3 separate regions of the Sus scrofa genome follow, and regions 1 and 3 are each linked to region 2. A link is a contact called in public HiChIP or PLAC-seq data. All regions are on one chromosome and are shown on one strand. The core of a region is the stretch at or near the end of the contact, and the rest is flanking DNA. Distances in the headings are between cores, read along the strand shown. Region 1 has its middle 170 kb from the start of FAM43A. Region 2 overlaps XXYLT1 (xyloside xylosyltransferase 1). Region 3 has its middle 210 kb from the start of FAM43A.

Region 1 (2,700 bases), core at 201-2,700, 420 kb after region 2:
CCCAGGGTTCAAGTGAGGCAGGGGCAGGCTCTGGGGCCCCCGCTGGGTCCACCACCCTGGTGGACCCCTGCCCTTCAGACCCCTTGGGACCAGGGAAGGAAAGCAGATGGTACTCTGCTGGGGCCACTGAGGTCAGAGCTGCAGGACCCCATCCTTGCCCCTCTGGCTTGTGCCTATTCCTCCCTATAGGGTGATCCAGCCCTCACATGCCCTTTTCTGAGCCTGCCTCCTGTTGCATCTTGACCTCCCTGGGTGTTTTCACTTTCCCCAGCCTCCATCTCGAGGTTTTGGAGACTGGACTCTAACTTGACTCTGTTTTCACCAAGCGTGGGGGACCCTGTTGGAAGGGCCCAGGTCGTGCTTCCCCTGGATGGGGCCCAATGTGGCGTCCTCCCCTTCCCTCTCCTCCCCCTCCCTCTCCCCCTCTCCTCCTCCCTCCACCAGGCAGGCTGAGCTAGAAACCACAGGAAGGGGCTGGGTTGCCTTTGGCTGCTGAGGCTGAAAGCTGGAGGTGGGGGACTCAGGAAACCCAGGCTTGATTCCAAAGTGAATTGGAAAGATCCCCAATGGCCAGGGGATACCTTAGATACATGAGGCTCTAAAAACCTCTGAGTGGCAAAGGACTTTTTTTAGTTTCCGTTAAACTTCAAAACTTCTGCTTTGAAGCACACTCCTACCGATGAGGAATAATACGTCTTTATATTAATTCTCGTAAATAGAATGCATGGTCAGGGGAGGAATCAAAAAACTGTAAAACAGGATAAAAGGCAAAGGAAAGGCCCCTTCATCAGCCCTGATCCCACATTCTCACTCCCCAGAGGTAAATTGTGAGCAGTTTCCTGGGGCAGTTAGGTTTCAAAGAAACACAATTCAGGATTGAAGCTGCAGACTCTGGGTGGTGTGTTTGGAATGCAAAGGAGGAGTGTGCGTGTGTACATGTGGGAGTGTGGGCGTATGTGTGTGTGCGTGTGTGCGCACAGGCCGTGGGTTACTAACACAGGCTCTGCTGTCAATAGCCTGGGTTCAGATTCCAGCTCCTCTGCTCCCAGCTGTGTGGCAGGTTGGGCCATTTGCTTCACTTTTTAGCACCTCGGTTTTATTATTTGTAACTTGTAAATCATGATAATATTCGTCCTACCCAGTTGTAGAGATTAGAGGATTTTTCAGCTCATGAAACGTCTATGAACCTGCAAAAGGCGCTATGAAAACTGCTCATCTGCGCCTCAGTCCCACCTCCTTCCTGAACCAACGATAATTCCAGTAAGTCCTCCAGCGTGTGTACCGCCGTAGAGTTTACAATCCAGGGCACAGACTTTCCCAGGATGCAGACACATGATCCCCAAAGAGATGAAGAAACCCGGGAGCAGCCACTTGGCTCAGGTCTAGAGCTGTATGTGCCAGATTTGGGCCCAAACCCCAAACAGCGTGGTTTTCGGCTGCTCCCATGGGGACCTCAGTGGCTGTCTGAGACGTGAGCACAGGAGCATGTGACGCTGGGCTGAGGAAGGGCTCCTTCCTGCAGATCCCCTGTCACCCCTCCAACTCCCTCCAGGAATCCGGCCTCGTGATTTTGATGTGACCACTGGGACAGCCATCAGGCCTCTTGTCCTGGGCTCAAGCCACAGGTCTCAGGGGCAGAAGCATCTTTGGTCAAGTGTCTGTCTTCTTCCCTCCCCTTCTCCTTGATGAGTGTTTATCATTTTAAGCAATTTAATCACTTATCGTCTGGTATCTTTACAAAGGTATTGCTTTTTTCCGTATCATGAAAGTGGTGCCTATGACGTATTGAAAGCATAAACAAGCAAACAGAAAGTGAGACTAAATATCACAGCAGAATTGTTTTCTGCCTTCAAGGAGTGTCTTCTCTGGCTCCCAACTTGCCCAGTGATGCCCACCAAAAGCAAGGACTCTTCAGCCAAGGATTTGTGTCAGCCCCTCTGAGCTTCAGCAACAAGCTGATATCGTATGAAACTTCCCGAGTCACAGGATCACTGATTACAATGATTTTGAGCTGCAAATTTCTGATGTAATTAGATGACACCATGATGTAATAATTTTTAAAGCTGCTGCTTTTTAAATTTCTTTTTACATTTTAATTTATTCTTTTATACATGTGCCTCTTACTTGAAAAATGAAGTTAAGAACTCCACCCCTCAGGTGGAATTTGACAAAGTGCTCGGAAAAATCAATTTGGTCCGCGGATGTGAAAGTGCCTCCCTGCCTCGGCTCTGACTCTTTGATATACTATCACTGGGTTGTTTGAGCAAGAAAATAAACTTGTTGTAGGGTTTCTACAAACTGTTATCTTGCGTCATGGAACTCAAAGACCAGTGGGGCAAGAGGAGCAGGTAACATGCGGTTACCATGGGGGACACTGAGTGTTATTATAAAGATGTTTACCAAGGGTGATGGGAGCACCAGGATGGGGCACTGCCTCTTCCTGCAGAGGAAAGAAGGCCTGGAGATGCTTTACCAGGGAGCTGGACATTGAGCAGGAACTTGAATGACCTTTAGGGGTTGGGAGCACCAGGATGGGGCACTGCCTCTTCCTGCAGAGGAAAGAAGGCCTGGAGATGCTTTACCAGGGAGCTGGACATTGAGCAGGAACTTGAATGACCTTTAGGGGTTGGTTAGGCAGAGAAAGGATGGCGGGAAGAAAGATGCGGCAGGTAGGTAGGTGTGGCCAGGACCCTAAGGGGT
Region 2 (2,700 bases), core at 21-2,520:
TGTCAGCACTTATCATTGTCTGCCTTTTGGATTCTAGCTATGTGAGTGGGTAGGAGGTTTGATTTGCATTTCCCCAATAACTAGTGAGGAGATGACTACATATTGATACGGACAGCTGAATAAGTGTATTTGGTATTTTTCTCATATATTTACTGAAACGCATTTCACATGAAAAACCCTTTCTCTTGACTCTCCCCTCCCCGTCCTAAAGGGTGTTGTAACATCTCTGGAATTGCTTGTATTCTGAAGCACATGGAGATTTCTGATAACGTTATGCCTAAAGTCACCGAGGTGTTACTAGTATGAAGACTTGATTAGGAGAATTGTAACATTTGTTCAGCGCTTTAGAGCCTATGGAAGTGGTTTCAGGAACATCTCCCTTAAGCATCCCTGTGACCTGTGAAGGAGCCCCAGAGCTGAGAGCTCCAGTGACTTACTTGTGCTCCCACCCTAGGCCCTGGGGGGTGGGGGTGTGTGAGGGGGGGCTGGACTGTGTAACATACTTTGAGGAGTAGGAGGCAGGACAAGACAGGCAGCCACTGAGGGGCAGGTGTAGCCCACCTTGCAGTCTGTATCGTCCCCCTGCCCAGATGCCCCACATCAGTACATTCAGTCTGAATAAAGATGGTGCTTGCTGCCATCCAGCTTTGAAGAGTCTCTCGGAATCATCAAACACTGTCCTCCCCGTGAGCGGACAGATCCTGGGGAAGAGGAGGGGCAAGGATTTATCCAGAGGTTCTCACAGCTGTGGTTAGAATGAATTCAGGCCTTTCACTCTTCTCTTTGAGTGTCACTGTTTTCAGAGTCCCCTGGCTCTTCTGGAAGGGTGGGTGAGACCCAGTGGAGCCTCTTCTCCCTGGGTCCCCAAGGATGCCTCTGGCTGGGATGGGCAGGGGAGGCACCACTCTGACCATCAGGGGGCCGTCCCTCTGTGGGTCCTTTGGGGCCAGCTTGCCAGCTGTGCAGTGTCTCCGATGGACCAGGGAGTTAGGATTGGGGGAGCTCTATTCCTCCCGGGGAAACTACATGGTTTGTCTTCCGCTTGAGGGTTCCCGCAGGAGGGAGCTTCAGGGCTAGAATCAGCGCCCGGGCCTCCTGGGCCAGGAGCAGACAGAGGAGGAGCTGCAGGAGTGCAGCCCATACTGGACCTCAGGCCTCCTGGCTGGTCACCACATTGTCCCAGGGACCCGGTAGGGGGAGAGCTTGCCCTCCTGCTCCCAGGCTGGGTCACCTCCCCTGCCTGTCGAGCCGAGTGCGGCGCTCAGAGCAGCCACTGGAGGGCGCTGCTGCACCGCGTTTGCTCAACCGGAGCCCCAATCCCGGCAGCCCCAAGGCCGGGAACCCAGAACCAGAGCTGCTTCTCCCTCCAGGAAAGCCTGGGGCACAAGCAGAGCTGTTTTTGTTCAGTCTCCATGAGCATTCCCCTCTCTCCCCTTCGTGTTTTAGAAAGGAAGCTGATATGAAAGGGGATCTGCCTGGCAATCGTGGGCTGTCTTTTCCTTCCTGCATCGAGTGTAAACCTGCTCTGATGAGGCCCTTTGAGAAAGGCGGATGGAAAACAAACTGGGATGGTTGGATCCTGGATGGAGAAGCCTTCAGTGCTTCTCTGCAGCACAGAGGGAAGAGTGTGGATGAAGGGCGGGGTGTGTCTGGGCATCCTTAGCTGTCCTCACCCCTCTTTGGTCCCTGCCCTGTGACTCTAGCTGGGCCCTGCCCACGGGCCTCACTGCTTCCCAGGGCCCATCTTTACTCTATCTGGGGTCCATCTAGCACGTGCCCTGCGTCCAGGTGAAGGGAGGCAGGCTTCTGCTTAAGAGGGGGAACTGTGCTTATTGCAGCTTGAAGGTGGAGCCCCTCCCACCCACTCTTGAGCTCCCCGTTGCGCCACAGGATTTCAGATCTCTCCGAAGCTCCATGTATCTTGCTTCTTGGTGGGCGAGAGGACAGCACGGTGGGGAGGCTTCAGTGACCCAGGTCCTGGGCCTGGCAGGCCCCTAGCTGCCTGACTGCCTGATCCTATGCATCCTCAGCTGTCAGATGGGCTGCAATCCCCACCTCAGGCCGTGTGGCAGTGGTGAGAGGCCTCGGCAGAGAGGAGGAGCCAGGCTGTAACTGGGAGGAGCCAAGGGAAGCCTCCTGCCCCTGTGGCCACAGCAGACTCCCAGGCTACCACAGGGCCCCTCCCAGCTTCCCTTCCTCACACCCTTTCTGGTTGCAAGCTCTTGCCTTTGGCCTTGAGGCTGCTCACACTTGCCTGAGGGCTGCACTGGGCGGTCAGGCTGGCTGGTCAGGATGGTCAGGCCGGGCCCCAGGAGGCAGCTCTGTGTGCTCCCATTGCTGTTTCAGGTACCTGTTCTGAGCAGCTGAGCCAGGCCCTGTCAGCTGGCACAAAGCCTGCTGTTAGCTTAATGTCTTTTAAATTAAAGCCATTTGTTTTATTTATTGGGGTAATTACTGTTAAGCAGCCCCATTAAGTGATCTGCCTGCTGGTGGGATGTGTGCTGCTGAGAGCCTGACCTCTTCGCCCTGCATTGGTGTTGATCTGGCCACAGCCTGGGCGCACATCTCTCTCCCTTCCTCTTCCTCTCCCGCTGGAGCGCACCACCCCTCCAGCCACCAGCGGGGTTCCATCACCAATGGGAGGCGCGAGGGCAGGAGGGCAGTCTGTGACATTTGGGAACAGTGTAGCTCAGGATGTAA
Region 3 (2,700 bases), core at 25-2,524, 380 kb after region 2:
GCTTCACTACCTCCTGAGACACCTGATAGAAAGAACTAAGCCCTGTTTCCCTTTGAGTGCTACCTTAGGGCCACAGAGTACAAATTGCCCCTTTGTCCACAGGGGAGATCTTCAAAGATTGATTGGGTCTTCCTTTTTGAAAGGCTTCTCACCAGACAGCATCTTCTTGCTCTGAGACCTCACTCGGATCCAGTTTTTTCAAGTACACATTAGAGGTCTTCCAGTTCCCTGGTCCCCAAATCACTTGCCCATTGCTGTCCTCATATGCATCTGTTCATGGATCCCTGACCATGTGCCAACTAATAGCAATGCATGGCATTAAACATAGGCTGACTCTATCAGATAAATCCAACATTGAGTAGGAGAAGACGGTGCAAGATGCCTTACAGAGACTTTGTCCTCCCTCTTTTGAGAAACTTCAGAACAATCTTGCACACATTTGGGCATATTCAGAGATGGGCTTGCAAAAAGTTAAATTAAGTGTTCTAGAAGTTTTAAATTTACTTTCTTCTCTTTTACTTATCAGTTTGAGCATTCTCCAAATGACATTCTTTTGGGGGGAAAATAGTCTGAAACTTCATGAAATATATGTTTAAGCTATAGTAGGTAATAAAAATATGGCATCTGCATAGTCAATTATAATTTCCATGAGAAGATGGGTGTGAGCAGAGTTCTAGAAGCCTTTTGCTTTGCCTTTGTGTCTCTCTTGAGTAATTTCCTCTCACATCCTTCTGTCCCTAGGCCTAGAAACCTGGTAAATAAGCAAGCCCCGGAGAAATCCAGAGAGCCAGCAACATCCTGGAAATTTGAGGCCATGAGGTTAAGCACAAAAATGCTCTCTTTCCAGGAAGGAATGATTGAATCAGAGCAATGACCTTGGCATCCAATTAGTCCTTGTCCAACTTTTCCCACTCTTTTCCTCTCTGCCCCCTCCCCTTGTGCCCTCAGCTGGGGAGAGGGGGCTGGGACTGCACCCAGCTCTCTTGCATAAGCCATTCCTGTCTTTGGCATGTGCCCCAGGACTTTCTGCATCCACAAAGCAGGGCTGAGTCAAGCTTCCTCTCCAGCTCCGAGAAGAATGCCTGTCAGGAAGCTCAATTATTTCGAGAATGTGAAATACAGTATTTTAATGGAGTCATTTTCCATGTCGCTGTAGAAAAAGGATGTTGCATTTGTTGTTGGTCTATCTGCAAATGAGTCTTATTCACACCAGAGAGCTTTCCTGATTTCGACACAACCAACTCTGGGTACTTTTCTCTGCCACCAAGAGATTTTGGCTGTGGCTTTCTCTCCACAGGTGCAGTGCACTGAGACGGGCTGTTGAAATGTAGGAGGTGTTCTTAGGAAAAGGGACTGACTTTGGAACTAATCCTGTGATTACAGTGCCAACCTTAAAGCAAAACATCAAGCAGGGCGTTGGCATTTATTTCTAGATACTGTGCCTGGTCCTAAAATGAAACCATGATGCTAGCAGCAGGGCAGGAGAAACCAGTGCCTCTTGTGCTATTTGGCTGCTAACCATATGGATAAATTTTCCAACATTTTACTTTTGGTTGATGTTCTTCCCATAATAAACACCAAACCAGTCAGTACCAATAGACGGTTTTTGGCAATAGAGTCAAATTCCATTAGTCAAATGCCTCACTTTTCTTTATTTAGGATGGTCTGTTGGAGCCTCTTCTTTGTTGGAATAGTTTTATATGTATCACAGTAAAGATGATGAAAATAAATAATTAAAATAACAAAGTTGAAAGTATAAGTCATATTGCTGGGCTACGGAGCTCCAAATGCTTCACTACTCTCACACACACACACACACACACACACACACACACAATCCTTGTGTAGCAGTCATTTTCCAGATAAAACTGAGCTACACAAACATACTTTGGGTATGTGTGATTTCACTTAAAACACGCGCCCTGGATCAGAGACCTATTGCAAAATCCAGTCAATTCAGGGAAATGAATAATCCTTACTCTTGGATCACTTTGAGAGGGTTCAGGCTTATTCAAAGCCAGAAAAAGAAATGTTTTTTAGAACCAAAGCTTCCTGTGCTGTGTGGAGCTCTAGTATGACTTCACTGAGGGGAAGTAAAGGCAGAGGAAGGGAATGTCCTGGGAAGAGGCCAAGTGACCAGACCAAGGCTTAGAGATCTCTGAGATGCACCTACGTAGGTCTGGCCTGCCCTGCTCAGCAGTTTGCCTGCCCCTCCCCCTGGGGGGCGGGGAGTGGAGGAGAGAAGGGCAAGTGTCCTTGTTTGGATGTATGTTTTGCGGATGAGGGATAGGTTGTTAACATTTTTTTGACTTTGAAAATGCTCTTGACTGCCTGCTGCACCAAACTTGCTTTACTAGCTTAGAAGACAAATATGACTACATCTGTTCGCAATGTTCCTGCCAACCACTGTTGCCACCCCCACAGCCAAATTCACGGGAAGTCCTGTCCCTTTCCTGGTAACAACCAGGAATTCTCAAGTGCTTTCAGAGTAGAAAGAAGGACAAACCACCAGGGTTCTGCCTGAGAAGATCCCTCTGCTCCTCCCCAGGCTTACATGCCCACCACCAATGAAAAGGTGCTGGGAGGGGGATGGAGTCTCTACACCTAGGGGAGAGCAAGGATCCATTGCTTTCCCAACCCTACACCCAAGTTTCCCGCCCAGGAGGAGGTTGGAAAAAAGGGGATAGAGCTACTCGGTTC

The links. HiChIP or PLAC-seq counts read pairs in DNA pulled down with a chosen protein or histone mark.
Region 1: a contact with region 2 is called in an H3K27ac HiChIP or PLAC-seq map of skeletal muscle, with 11 times the contacts expected there. The contact joins two enhancer-like sites. A contact is called at or near these places in 2 of 47 Hi-C or Micro-C datasets (embryonic fibroblasts and subcutaneous adipose tissue) and 2 of 2 datasets of contacts at active chromatin or transcription factors (alveolar macrophages and skeletal muscle).
Region 3: an H3K27ac HiChIP or PLAC-seq map of skeletal muscle shows a contact between it and region 2, with 8 times the contacts expected there. The contact joins two enhancer-like sites. A contact is called at or near these places in 1 of 47 Hi-C or Micro-C datasets (subcutaneous adipose tissue) and 1 of 2 datasets of contacts at active chromatin or transcription factors (skeletal muscle).

The regions. Positions count from the first base shown.
Region 1 is chr13:131,835,846-131,838,545 of Sscrofa11.1, reverse strand. No RefSeq gene overlaps it. Among named protein-coding and RNA genes, the nearest start is that of FAM43A, 170 kb to the right of the region's middle. Within about 2 kb of position 1,450, at least 8 of the 83 cell types and tissues checked have an H3K27ac peak or open chromatin away from gene starts, as enhancers often do. A contact at or near this core is called in skeletal muscle, where this site is marked.
Region 2 is chr13:132,257,986-132,260,685 of Sscrofa11.1, reverse strand. All of the region lies in intron 1 of XXYLT1 (xyloside xylosyltransferase 1), which reads left to right. Among named protein-coding and RNA genes, the nearest start is that of XXYLT1, 11 kb to the left of the region's middle. Within about 2 kb of position 1,270, at least 33 of the 83 cell types and tissues checked have an H3K27ac peak or open chromatin away from gene starts, as enhancers often do. A contact at or near this core is called in skeletal muscle and subcutaneous adipose tissue, where this site is marked.
Region 3 is chr13:131,874,590-131,877,289 of Sscrofa11.1, reverse strand. No RefSeq gene overlaps it. Among named protein-coding and RNA genes, the nearest start is that of FAM43A, 210 kb to the right of the region's middle. Within about 2 kb of position 1,274, at least 17 of the 83 cell types and tissues checked have an H3K27ac peak or open chromatin away from gene starts, as enhancers often do. A contact at or near this core is called in skeletal muscle and subcutaneous adipose tissue, where this site is marked.